Regions from separate parts of the Sus scrofa genome. Here region 1 is linked to region 2. Evidence: chromatin contacts called from public Hi-C data. All regions are on one chromosome and are shown on one strand. Each heading gives the region's core, a stretch centred on a gene start, on an enhancer-like site or on the middle of the called end of the contact. The rest is flanking DNA. Distances are from core to core; before and after follow the strand shown. Region 1 overlaps C14H12orf49 (UPF0454 protein C12orf49 homolog). Region 2 overlaps C14H12orf49 (UPF0454 protein C12orf49 homolog).

Evidence for each region. A called contact is a pair of places that touch in the nucleus more often than the background predicts.
Region 1: a Hi-C map of skeletal muscle shows a contact between it and region 2, with 3 times the contacts expected there. The contact joins two enhancer-like sites. A contact is called at or near these places in 3 of 47 Hi-C or Micro-C datasets (embryonic fibroblasts, heart right ventricle and skeletal muscle) and 1 of 2 datasets of contacts at active chromatin or transcription factors (skeletal muscle).

Annotation. Positions count from the first base shown.
Region 1 is chr14:36,022,555-36,029,615 of Sscrofa11.1, forward strand. The region is part of intron 5 of C14H12orf49 (UPF0454 protein C12orf49 homolog); the gene reads left to right. Among named protein-coding and RNA genes, the nearest start is that of MED13L, 36 kb to the right of the region's middle. Within about 2 kb of position 4,542, at least 23 of the 83 cell types and tissues checked have an H3K27ac peak or open chromatin away from gene starts, as enhancers often do. A contact at or near this core is called in skeletal muscle, where this site is marked.
Region 2 is chr14:35,944,221-35,951,035 of Sscrofa11.1, forward strand. The region is part of intron 5 of C14H12orf49 (UPF0454 protein C12orf49 homolog); the gene reads left to right. Among named protein-coding and RNA genes, the nearest start is that of MED13L, 110 kb to the right of the region's middle. Within about 2 kb of position 3,336, at least 4 of the 83 cell types and tissues checked have an H3K27ac peak or open chromatin away from gene starts, as enhancers often do. A contact at or near this core is called in skeletal muscle, where this site is marked.

The DNA.
Region 1 (7,061 bases), core at 3,292-5,791, 80 kb after region 2:
TTAGGTATGCAAGATAAAAAAGATTTTCTGCCTCTACTAGGTAAAGAAGGATGTACCTAGAACACTGAAATGTCACCACCACCATATCCTTTTCCAGAAACCTCTTCAGTGGTTCAATCCCATTTGCCCAAAGCTTTGGAAGAGAAGAGGGAGAGGTCAGCTTTGCTTTCTTTCAGCCTGTGGTGTATGAAGTTCCCGGGCCAGGGATTGAATCCAAGCCACATCTACAATCTATGCCACAACTGTAGAAATGCTAGATCCTTAATGCATGGTGCCACAGTAAGAACTCCCACCTTCTTTAGAACCTCAGTCCTTAGATTTTGAGCAAGGTGCAGATTTACTCGTATTTATTTGCAATTTTCCTCTTGAAATCATTTAAAAATTATCCCTTCCCACCCCTGAAAAAATTCTAAAGTTACTGGGGTTTTGTGTGTGTGTTTGAATTCCTGGTGTTATTACTACAGCAATTTTTTTTTTCCAAATGAGTTCCTGATATGACTTTATCCAGGAAGCCTAAGTCTGAAGTGGAATTTCAAAAACAAACTAGAACCAAAATTAATTTTACCATTTTATAATATGCCCATTTGGATGCAAAAAAAAAAAAAAAGATATTATTTTCAAGTATTTTCTACAACTGAGACTAAAAACAGCATTTTTTTTTTTTTTCATTAAGCAAATTCAATTCTCTGGGTACTCTGTAAGAGGATTTTAGTCACTGGAGACGTTTTTAAAAAGATCTCAAGCGAGAATCTTTCTTCTTTTTTTTCAAAAGGATATTTACTTTGGAAAATGTTACATTTAAAATAAAAAATAGTGGAGTTCCCATCATGACGCAGTGGTTAACGAATCTGACTAGGAACCATGAGGTTGCAGGTTTGATCCCTGGCCTTGATCAGTGGGTTAACGATCGAGCATTGCCATGAGCTGTGGTGTGGGTTGCAGACGCGGCTCAGATTCTGCATTGCTGTGGCTGTGGCGCAGGCTTGTGGCTACAGCTCCGATTCAACCCCTAGCCTGGGAACCTCCATATGCCTTAGGAGTGGCCCAAGAAATGGCAAAAAGACAAAAAATAAAAATAAAATTGTGCCTTGGATGACAACTGCCCCACTAAGTTTTATTGTTTTTTGAGGGGGTGGGGGGTGGAGGAGGGTAGAGGCTATGTGAAGGCAGTTCTGTTCACCCAGCAGCCAAGCAGGATTTGAAAGTTCGTTTTCATTCATTTATTTTCATTCATTCATTCATTCAGTTAGTCAATCAACAAACACATATTGAGGGTCTCCCATATACAGAGAGCTGCACTAGACTATGGTTATGAACAAAACGCTTTCTTCAACTTCCTGGTCTTCTCAGCTGGGCATGCCAGAAAATGATGCCCTAATATCCTAAGTCGGTAGTTCTCATAGGGGCAATACAGTTTTCCAGGGGAACTTTGGCAATGTCTGGAGACATTTTTGGATGCCATAGTTGGGAGATGGTGCTACTAGCATCTAGCAGATAGAGGCCAGGGATTGTGCTAAACATCCTGCAAATACACAGGGCAGCACATCACCACAAAGAATTATCTAACCCCAAGTGTCAATAGTATAGAGGTTGAAAAACTTTGCCTTAAGGCAGACAAGATGTGTCAAGAACCAGCTAGCAGTTATTGCTGGTTCTTTATACATCTTACAGCTAGTTAAGCATCATCCTTAGGAGAACTGAGAAAATAGTAGAACAGGAGTTCCCGTCATGGCTCAGTGGTTAACCAATCTGACTAGGAACCATGAGGTTGCAGGTTCGATCCTTGGCCTTGCTCAGTGGGTTAAGGATCCAGCATTGCCATGAGCTGTGATGTAGGTTGCTCGGGTCTTGCATTGCTGTGGCTGTGGTGTAGGCCAGCGGCTACAGCTCCGATTAGACCCCTAGCCTGGGAATCTCCATATGCCGCGGGTGCGGCCCTACAAGAGGCAAAAAGACAAAAAAAAAAAAAAAAGAAAGAAAGAAAGAAAATAGTAGAACAGCTCATGTTCTGTCAGGCTTTTTTCTCATGGAACTGTGATTGAGAGAGGTTGGTACCATTGCACTCAGGGTGTAGCTCAGAGGCAGCATCAGCATCACCTGGGAGCTTGTTAGAAATGCAGGTTCTGGAGTTCCCGTCGTGGCGCAGTGGTTAACGAATCCGACTAGGAACCACGAGGTTTCGGGTTCGGTCCCTGCCCTTGCTCAGTGGGTTAACGATCCGGCGTTGCCGTGAGCTGTGGTGTAGGTTGCAGACGTGGCTCGGATCCCGCGTTGCTGTGGCTCTGGCGCAGGCCGGTGGCTACAGCTCCGATTGGACCCCTAGCCTGGGAACCTCCATATGCCATGGGAGCGGCCCAAGAAATAGCAACAACAACAACAACAACAACAACAACAAAAGACAAAAGACAAAAAAAAAAAAGAAATGCAGGTTCTCAGGCCCTGCTCCAGATCAGCTGAATCAGAATCTGCCATCTAACGCAATCTCAGGTGATTTGTCTGCACATTATAGTCTGAGAAGTTACACTGCTATCAGATAGAAAATAGAAGTTGGGATTTTTTTTTTTTTCTATTTTTTTTTTTTTAGGGCTGCACCAGTGGCATATGGAAGTTCCCAGGTTAGGGGTCAAATCGGAGCTGCAGCTGCCGGCCTCCACCACAGCCATAGCAACAGCAACACGGGATCTGAACTGCATCTGCAACCTACACCACAGCTCACAGCAACGCCAGATCCTTAACCCACTGAGCAAGGCCAGGGATCAAACCTGCGTCTTCATGGATGCTAGTCAGATTTATTTCTGCTGAGCTACTATGGGAACGCCCAGAAAATAGAAGTTTTAAGTGACAGTTTTGATAAGTACTGTTGCCATGGACTGAATGAATGTTTGTGTCGTCCCCCCCAAATTCTTATGCTGAAATCCTAACCCCTCAATGTGAAGGTATTGGGTGGTAGGGTCTTTAGGAGGCAATTGGAAGGCAGAGTCCTTATAGATGGGGTTAGTCCCTTTATAAAAGAGACCCCAGAGAGCTCCTTCACCCCTTCCATCCGGTGAGGACACAGCAAGAAGTTGGCGATTTATGAACCACGAAGTGAGCCCTCACCAGACACTGACTCTGCCTTGATCTTGGGTCTCCCAGCCTCCAGAACTGTGTGAAGTACGTGTTTGTTGTTTAAGCCACTTAGTCTATAGGATTTTTGTTACAGCAGCCCAAATGAATTCAAACAAAGGAACCCAGTCTGAGGGGTCAGGGAAGACTTCCATGAAAAATCAGCCTGTAAACTGAGGGCTGGATTAGGAATAAGCTGGGAAAATAGGGTTCCTGGCAGGGGGAATAGCATGAGCAAAGGCTCAGAGGCAGGAGGGAGCTTAGACAGTGGAGGATCTGAAAGAAGATGCTTTGTGTCCAGAGTTCTTTAGCATGGCGTTCTAAGCAGCTGAGCAAACTGGTCAGACCAGGGTCAGACTCCCGTGAATGATCATTGTCCCAGGTGCCCCAAGTCTGCCAAGAGACAGAGCAAGAACAACCCTGCTGGGGACAAGCGCTGCTCCCCAACCCCACTGACTTAAGGCTACAGAGCCATTATGTCGATATATTTCTGTACAGATTTTGTAGTTTATGACACATTCTGGCAACGTTTAGATGCAGTTTCAATGAGCCAGAATGTAGTACTGTAAACCTAAAACTGGATATCCCTTGAAGCTGTTAGAATCTGGCAGGAGACCTGCTCCCAATTACAAGCACGGTTTCCAACTTCACTGTTCTGTCCTCAAAGCATTGAAAACAAAATCCATTTTTAATGAGGGACTACTAAACTCTTTGCATTCTATTAATGGTGCCTTTGGGCTTCCAAGCTCCAGTGTACCTTACTCCCAGGAAACAACCCCCCACTAGCTGGTTTTCCAGGGCAAGGAACTATCGTGGGGATTTTGTGGCTGGTGCAAATATGGCGACCGAATGAATGGGAACTAAGGCATTTTGTTCCCATCCCCCTTGATTCCTATCAACATGTGGCCAGCCAATCAGGGCTGGGTGGGAAGTCAAGATCAAGAGACATTATTTCAGTACGCACACAGTATACACTTGGCTGCCTGACTCCTCATCCCGAGCCTATTACTAATCTTACAAACCACCCATTATCCATTCGGTAACTGGCAAATGTGAACTTGGCCCACGTCAGAGCCGAATGATGAGATCCAAGTCGGAAGAAGTGAGAGAAAGAAGAGAAAGTACAAAGATGAGCCAGACGGTTTTCCAACCTGTGAGAACATGTTGTATTTACCAGGCCGGGTACGAAAGCCAAACTGTTCCCGTTTATCTTCTGCTCGGGGCCTGGGTGATGTTTGGGGCGAACAGGTCAGTGCTCCCCCTCGCTTCCACCTGATGATTGGCGTATTGTTTAGAGACTACGAGAGATGATCTTGTGCTCTGGAGGAAGTTGGCAAGAAAGTTTAATTCTATAAAAAGAAATGAGCGGTCAGGATACGGTTTCCTTTTCTGAGTCAAGGCAGAGAAGGGAGTCAGAAATTCCAACCCAGAGGGTCAGGACGGGCTCCAGGACCTGTTGAATCACATCTGAAACATGTTCCCTATGCTCCTTTCTCCTCCCTGTTCTTACAACTGGCCAACTGGGATTACACAACTCACACTAATTTTATTCCACATGTGGCTGTTTCTTATTAGGAGCCCGTATCTTATTTTTTTCCTGTACCATGTCATCTCCTCCTGATTCAGGTGAAGAATTCCATTTCTTCCTTCTTCTTCTTTTTTTTTTTTTTTTTTGGCTGCTCCTCGGCATAAGGAAGTTCCCAGACCAGGGAATCCAATCTGAGCTGCAGCTGCACTGCAACGGGCTGGGGATCGAACCCTCACCAGTGCAGTGGCTGAGTCACTGCAGAAACGACGCCATTCCCATTCCACCACAGTAGGAACTCCCAGGAATTCCATTTAACAGGGGGATTCTGTTCACACTCTTGGCTGAACTCAAAAAAAAATAAGTGCACTCACACTCTTTCTAAAGGTGAGAACTTTTCTGTGTCTTTTAACCCTATAATCTTTCTTTCATTGCCCAGAGTCTTCGTTGTTTCCCCATCCCGAAGCTCTTGACTCAACAGGAATCGATGGAAAAGTGAACATTTGAGTCAATCAATGGAATGCTTTTCGTCACCCAATACCCAACAACTGTTTCTAAAGGGTTTTATCCCCACCTCCACCCACCCCCACCTACCCCCAACCGGAGTGGTACATTTTCTTTTTAACTGACTTCACCAGATGTTTTGGCGGTGCGTAAACCTGGCTTTCCTGTCTTCCAAGTGGATGAAATAGGATCCAAATCACAGCACGTCACCTCAGCTTCTCCAACCAAGTACTTAATGGTTCTTGAGAATAATGTAAAGATTGAGTTCAGTTTTCTTTAGGCCTTGGGCCTATCGGATCCAGGTGTTGGCGTTTTCTGGCCTTCGCCTCTAAAGGTTTCTAGGGAAACCCCAGATTCATGAGTATGAGTTGATTTCCCCACTGTTACCTTTCTTCAATGCTTTAACTTTTCTGGCCACGCATCAGAAACTGTAAAAGTGCACCCCCCCAAGTCCCCTCAAAGGGTGAACAGCAGGAGTGGCATGCACATGACTCAGCCACATCTGGAAGAAAACTGCTCTGTGACTCCCCTTCAGTGTTTGCAACTCCAGGCCCCCATGAGCCAAAGGGGAAACGGGACCCCTCCATTGGCCTCCAGCCTCCCTCTACCTCCTGCCCTGCTTTGCTTAGAACAAGCCTCAGCATGCCAGGCCACCTTGCCAGGCCTTGCCAAAATCCACGAATGGCACAGAGAGCACATTAACCAGATGGAATGCAACATACATGTAAAGAAATAAGAGCTCTGCCAGGAAAGTTGGCAGCAGCTCTGGAATGCTTTAAACAGTGTGTGTGTGGGTAGAAAGAGTGAGCCCAGAGTCGACGAGGCTGCCTCATTCTCAAGAGCTGTTTCTTTTACAGCCATGACCTGTTTTGCCAGTCAAAATAAATACGGTGTTAAATGCCCCCTTTTACTGGCTCCTGATACCCTGGCAATGCAGTCTGAAATATGACCTGCTCTCATTGGAAAAATGTCCTTTTATTTTTTTTTTATTTTTATTTTTTTTGTCTTTTTGCTATTTCTTTGGGCCGCTCCCGTGGCACATGGAGGTTCCCAGGCTAGGGGTCGAATCAGAGCCCCAGCCACTGACCTACGCCAGAGCCACAGCAACGCGGGATACGAGCCGTGTCTGCAACCTACACCACAGCTCACGGCAACGCCGGATCGTTAACCCACTGAGCAAGGGCAGGGACCGAACCCGAAACCTCATGGTTCCTAGTCGGATTCGTTAACCACTGCGCCACGACGGGAACTCCCGGAAAAATGTCCTTTTAACTGAGTGGAAAGGATGTGCCCCTTCTAGGCAGTAAGTAGGAGGGTCATGGATGGCGGGGTCTTCTGAGCCCAGACAGACTCGGGAAGCAGGGGCAGAAACAGCCTTGGAGTCAGTATTGCTTGTTTAGAAGTCGCTGCCTTTAGAAGGTTCCTGGCAGACACAGAGCAACCCTTTGGGAGCATGGGGTTGACTTTTAAGGCTTTCTGTCCCCTTCAATTTTAGCAGGAACAAGAAAGCAGGATCCCTGAGTGTGGGCTATCTCACAAGGCACTCCAGGACAGCCAGGCTTTTCCTTCAGGAGAAAAATAGCCATGCTAACCAGGAATGGCCACGAGTTCAACCCAACTCACGCCATTTAGCTTTGTGGGTTCCCCACGGCCACAGTCCCTCCATGACCACATCAGCCTCTCAGCTTGTGTGAGAAGCCAGTTGGATTTCCCCAAAAGAGTCATTGTAGCATTTTCTGCATACCAGGCACATCAGATATATTTTCCAAATCATCCCATTATCTCGCGAGGTAGGAATATTACTACTCCTGCTTTATATATGAAGAAACTGAAGTTCAGAGAGGTGGAGTCCCCTGTCCACGATTGCACAGCTGTTAAAACGGAAGTAAGAATTTGAACCCCAATCTGTCTGTTCTTAATGATCAGG
Region 2 (6,815 bases), core at 2,086-4,585:
ATGTTTGAGAGCTCAATCAGCATGGTCGCACGACCTTGCAAATGTACTAAATATCACTGAATTATACATTTTACAATGGTTCACTTTATGTTCTATGAGTCCCTTCTCAATGAAAACAAAATGACAGTGGTGCCTGAGATTCCCCTCTCTGACTCACCTTGGAGGCTCTGGGTAGGAGCCGCTAGCCGTTCCCCCCATATTTCCACTCCTATCTCCCTCCTCCCATGTCGTGGCCTTCTCCTGGCGAGATACAAACTGCATTGGCCCAGGAACCCTGGCTGCACTTCCAATGTCCTGTGGGGACGTAGGCCAGAGATTGCATGTGGTGACCCCAGGGTCCACTCTGGCCTGCCGACATATTTTCCTTGGCCCATACACTCTTCTTAAGAATTTCCAATTAGGTGCCAACATTTCAAAACTGAGAGATTTCACATGAAACACACAGGCAGATTTCCAACTTCTTGGGAGAATTGTTGAGGTGCCAACCACTCTGGGTCCCCAATCTTTCACAGCTGTGGGAGACAGCCTGCTGCAGCTGCCCTGTTAGAGGGCTCCCTTCTCTCCAGTTTGCCACAGTCCTCACCACTCCTTATCATCTTAGCCAGCATTACTTTCTCATGACTGACCCCTGTGGCATTGGAGTTTGTGACCCCAGCCTTAAGCAAATGACCAAATCTCTCCAGGCCGCCTCTACAAAATCAGAGAATCGGATTAGGCAATTGTTGAGGGTCTTTTCAGCTGACAGTCTGTGATTCTTAGCTGCAACCTTGATTGTCTACCTGCAAATTTGATGGGCCTGGGAGTCCGTCTGATGTGAAGACTTGGGGATGGAGAGTAAGGACTTACTCAAGGATACGCTTGGTGTCCTGCATAGAATCCCTTCACAGGGCCAATGTGGCCCCCCTCTCTGCTGCTCTGGGAGTAACTGAGAGTATTGACTACCCTTGAGAGGCATCCATCAGAAACCATCAGTTTTCCCTTCTAGGATTGCCAAATTTAGTGAAAAGCAAAAACAACAGACACTCAGTCCAGCTGGAGTTTCAGAGGAACAGTGAGTAATATTTTATAGTATAAGTATACCCCCATATAATAGTTGGGATATACTTATACTAACAAGGCATCTCATCTGGCAGCACTCCCTTTTGTAGATGAGGAAAAGGAGGCTGGGAAGGGTGAGTCACTTTCCACAGTAAGTGGCAGAGTCAGGCACCCAAGCCAGGTCAGTCTGAGTCTAGAAGACTCCTCAAGCCTGTGGCCTCTAAGACTTCCAGGAGAATCCAAGTACTTGATGCACAGGAAACATGATTTTAAAAGAATAAGCCCTACTCAGGTGGAGAGGTGGCTACTTGTTTCTGCATCTGTCTTGCTCTCCAGAATCTTTTGTTGACTTTCTATTGGCACAGCATCCAGAATGGCACTCAGCACACAGTAGGTGTTCATGAAGCATTTTGTCCCAGCAAAGTGAATGAGGAGTTCTGCAGAGTCCTGGCACTCAAACAGTGCTTGGTGCATAGTGGGTGCTTGATGAATGTTGGATGACTGGGTGATCATTTTTTATAAGGACAAGTAACATTTTCCTCTCTGACCACACATCAGAGGCTACCACACTGCAGGAAACCCATGGTGGCTGCCCACTGAAACCCATAAATCACTGTGCACCTCAATGGCTGTGCCACCACCAACATCTGTCTCCCTCACCTGAGAACATTCTCTGAAACTCACTCATAATCATAACTGAAAGCAACACGTTCCCGATTTCCATATTATTAGAAAGAGGTGGAGCTCGCCATAAATGATTCAAGACGTGTCAATCAAATGACAATACAAATGATGCGTTTATTTATTTTCGCCTCTCATAGCTGGCTTGCTTTGTTCCTGTGTGCCTTTTCTGGGGGGTTTCTCGCGCCCTCCTTTTCTCTTTGAAGTGTGTTGGCTAATATTTTATTCATTACAGAATCTAACAAAGCCTGTGTGGTGAAAGAATCCAGCATGGTATCTCTAAGAGAGCGATTAGCAGAAGCACCTGGAGGCTTCAGGGCTCCAGTTGGTTCTAGAAAATTCTGGTTCTTCTTCTGAGTTGATTCAGTCATTGGGGAAGCAGGGACACAGCAGTGAGCAGGGCAGACACCATCCCTGCCCTCATGGAGCTGACAGGTATCATGGGCCCTAGATGAGAGACTTAGCCCTCCTGGGCCTCCCCTCTCTGATGGTGGGTTAGGCTGCCAGTTCCCATTTGAGCAGAAATCCCAGGTAGCCCATTTTAAACAGTTTCCTGACTGGCAAAGGAATGAACAAATGTGTGGCCTCTTTGACACTGAAGTTGCACTCCCAAGAATTTATCCTAAAGAAAAAACAAAGGATGTACACAAAGACTTAATCCACAAGGGCTTCCTCTTGCCTTCTTTTTTTGTTTTGTTTATTTTTAAAATTTTTTTATTATAGTTGATTTACAATGTTCTGTCAATTTTTGCTGTACAGCAAAGTGACCGAATTATACATATATATACATACACATTCTTTTTCTCATACTATCTTCTATCGTGTTCCTCCATAAGTGCTTAGATATAGTTCCCTGTGCTATACAGCAAGATCTCATTGCTTATCCACTCCAAATGCAATAGTTTGCATCTAGTAACCTCAAACTCCCAGTCTATCCCACTCCCTCCTGCTCCCCCAGAATATTACTCAGCCATAAAAAGAACAAAATAATGCCATTTGCTACAACATGGATAGAACTCAAGATTTTCATATTAAGTGAAGTCAGAAAGAGAAAGACAAATACCATATGATATCACTTATACATGGAATTGAAAATATGGCACAAATGAACCTATCTACGGAACAGAAGCAAATTCATGGACATAGAGAACAGACTTGTGGTTTCCTCTTGCCTTCTTTTTGTAGTGGAGAGAAAACAGAAACCCTCTATGTATGCAGCAATCTTACTCAGTGGCTCCAGAGTCTGTGTCCTGAAGTTCTGAACCCTGTGCTCTTGGTACAGAGCTTCCATAAAACTCTGAAGGGGTGAAAGGCAAGAGCCGTGTTCTTTGGTGCTTGTGCTATGGGTGGTTTTGATTTTTTTTTTCCTTTTGGCCTATGTTGTATTTTGAGTTTTCTTCTAAGACCATCTATTACTTACATACCTTACCAAAAATAGAAAGCAAACAAGAAATATCAGTATTTAAGCCAATCAATTGATGTGCTATTTCTGTGTGCCTTGTGTTGTGAATGAATCACCCCACATCTGCCAGAGTCACTTGTCCCCAGACATTGTGCCCACAGGGAGGGCGTCCCTGTGCTGTCAGCCAGGGTGTCCATCGCAGTCCGAGTTGTATCCTGGTGCCATGTGGGGCTTTTGAAATCAAGGCAGGTTGCGTAAGGGCGGCTTGTCCTGGAGACATTTATCACCCCTGAGTTATTTTTATTGGTGTGTAAACTGAGCTCTCCTCCTTGGGAACTTCCTGAGGCTGTAGAGAATCCCAAAACCCCTGCAGAGGGAGGATGAGGTTGGCCGGAGCATGGGATTTTGCATGAGGCCCCCCTGTCCAGAGTCAGAAAATGTGTCAAAAGGAACTTGACACCTGGCCCGGCATCCCGGGCGTTTGCCAGGCCCGCCTGGTGGAGATGATGGTGAAGCTGATGATCATGATGATGGTGATGTTACAAATAAAGCAGACAGTCCTTGCTTTGCATGGTTGTGCAGACTGCAGAGAACGTGCAAGCTGAAATTGTGCAGAACTAGCTTAAAAATCAATGCGATAAAATAAGATTATTCTGTGACCTTTAACATTTTTGTCAAAACATTGAAAACTCTCTCACTGTCAGTTATAAATGTTTAAGGAAATGAAAAACTAGTAAAACTCACATGTATTTAGTATACTTTAGGCCACTGGAAACACTGAGAACTGAAGTGTTGTATTTCCATGTGTAAAAATTATCGAGCGTAGTTTGAATAGCGCTTGCCTTCTTCTTCTGGCTAACTAATAATACAGAGAGAGTATCTTTTATATGCCTTGGCAAATTGTCGTCTTCCTTTCTAAGTTCGGATCAGTTTCCAACATTTTATCCTTTGTGCTTTCAATGTCATGAAATATCTCCGAGTTCCTGCCGGCCTCACTTCCTCTGAGATATCTTCATCCTTTTCGTCACAACCACTTCCCTCTTTTTTTTTTTTTTTTTTTTTTTTTTTTGTCTTTTTGCCTTTTCTAGAGCCGCTCCCGTGGCACATGGAGGTTCCCAGGCTAGGGGTCTAACCAGAGCTATAACCACCAGCCTACACCAGAGCCACAGAAACGCGGGATCCGAGCTACATCTGCCTCCTACACCACAGCTCATGGCAGCGCCGGATCCTTAACCCATTGAGCAAAGCCAGGGATCAAACCTGCAACCTCATGGTTCCTAGTCAGATTCATTAACCACTGAGCCACCACAGAAACTCCCAACCACTTCCCTCTTTATGTCAGTAAATCTATCTTCCTCTGGCAGCAGATCTAGAGCCTCTTAAATGGAGACAGTGTCAACATTCCTGTGATCATCTATTTGTTCTATAAACGTATAATCTTCTCAAGGTTAATGTTATGGCAATTTGGTTGGGCCAGGGTACCCAGGTATTTGGTCAAACATTCAGGTACTTTTGTGAAGGTATTTTTCAGATGCGATTAATATTTAGACTGTGGACTTTGAGTAAAGCAGATCACCGGCCTTAATGTGGGTGGGCCTCACCCAATCAGTCGAAGGCCTTAATATAAAAAGACTGACCTTCCCCAAGGAAGAGAGAATTCCGCTAGAAAATGGCTTTTAGACTCAAGCTGCAGCATCAACTCTGTCTCCAACCTACCAGCATACCCTGTTTGGACTTACTCCTTTATCTATCTGTCCATCCATCCATCTCTCTATCTGTCTGTCCACCTATCTACCACTCTATCTATCTACCACTCTATCTATCTATCTATCTGTCTGTCTATTGAGAGCATATATTTCATATCTGTATGTTGTACCTGACATGTCATCTTCTATTATTTCTTTCTCTCTGGAGAGAGAACCCCAACTCCTGGTGTTCTCCAATGACAAACCCCTCTGAAGTTTGATTTAAATCTCATTTCCAGCTTTACTCTTTCATGTTTTTGCTGCCCTGCACTTTCATCTTTGTTGACCAGTCCTTTCTTTGTATTATCTATTTGTGCAAAATGTCACGCCGGTTATCACTGAGAGACAGGGAGGCAACACAGGTACACACTCAGCTGTCCATATATATGAACTGAATGGCAGATGCTCAGTGACCACTCACCAACAGACTTGGAAAGAAGTGACGTGATGTGTCACTGACTGTGACACACATCAGTTATTTACACAGTGATCTGGGGACTGAAGAGCTAGCAGCAAAGTTTGTACTTTGGGCAATCACTCACACTTACTATGCCATGATCAGTGAAATTTGAACCATGTTGGGGAGGGGCAGCTAGTGTTATTGTTTTAAACTTGGTAACTGAAGTTCATGCGTATCAGAACCACGCAAAAGCAAGGACTTCTATAATAATCAATAATAGCTGGGGCTCCTGTCGCGGTTCAGTGGTAACGAAACTAATATCCATGAGGATGTGGGTTCGATCCCTGGCCTCGTTCAGTGGGTTAAGGATCCAGCATTGCCGTGAGCTGTGGTGTAGTTTGCAGACGTGGCCCAGATCCTGCATTGCTGTGGCTGTGGTGTAGGCCAGCAACTACAGCTCTGATTCGACCCCTAGCATATGGGGAACCTCCATATGCTGCTGGTATGGCCCTAAAAAGACCCCTCCCCCCCAAAAAAAAATCAATAATAACTAAGGCTTTATGCCACCTTTGGGTCACGTGTCCTTGGCTGAAGACCTGGCCTTTCAGAGCCTCAGCTTCCCAATCTGGAAAAGGAAGGATCAAATCCTGCCTCATAGAGATCACATGAGATAATAATGCATGTAAAGTGCATTATAACTGGTACATGCCAAGCACTCAATAAGTGTGAACTAGACTCATTGTTACCAAGCAGATGTTCCAGTTCTTAACCGAACTGGGATTGTCTGCTCTCCGCCTCCCCAGTAGACCAGGAGCTACTTAAGGAAAATGAACTTCTCAATCTCTGGCCTCAGCTCCCAGCGCAGTACCTGGCACAGAGTAGGTGCCCATTAAATGCTTGTTAAGTGAGTGAGTAAAAACCAAGACCAGCTTGTTCCCAGGTTGCCCATGTTAAATGTAGCTGCAGAGAGTAGCCAATAACATTTATTGAGAACTTGCCATGTGCCAGCAACTAATGATGCCAGCCCATAAAGGCTATGCAGTATCCAGTTCACTATCTAGGCAGCCCCGTCAGGTGGCTGTTATCATCCATGTATTTCAGTTCCAGAGAGGCAAGGGCAGGGGTTTCCACTCAGCCTGCAGGACCGACTGGTGTTTGGTCTCTGTCCAGCAGGGTCCAGTGGGCAAGCCAGTAGCAGGGGCTGCTTCAGGAGGTGCCGAAGGGATGGCAGAGCTTTCCAAGGGGTGAGTTCTCATTGAGGGCGAGCAGACCTGCAGTCACTGTGGAGAGGTACCCGGCTTTTGGTGCTGTCCTCCCATTCTGAGAGGCTTCACCAGTCCTCACCACCTCCCACAGAGTCCCTTTCTTCCTGTCTCCTCCCGTCCCAACCTGCCCGGCCGGCTGGGGTTTCATCGCTCCAGGCTCCAGCTCCTTGTGCTGATGATGGGCGGTGCTGGGTTACTGAGCTAAACAGATCCTGGCTCTTTCTTGACCACCCAAGTCACTGCTGAAGCAATTAATTAGGGAACCAGATGTGGCCGTGGGACAA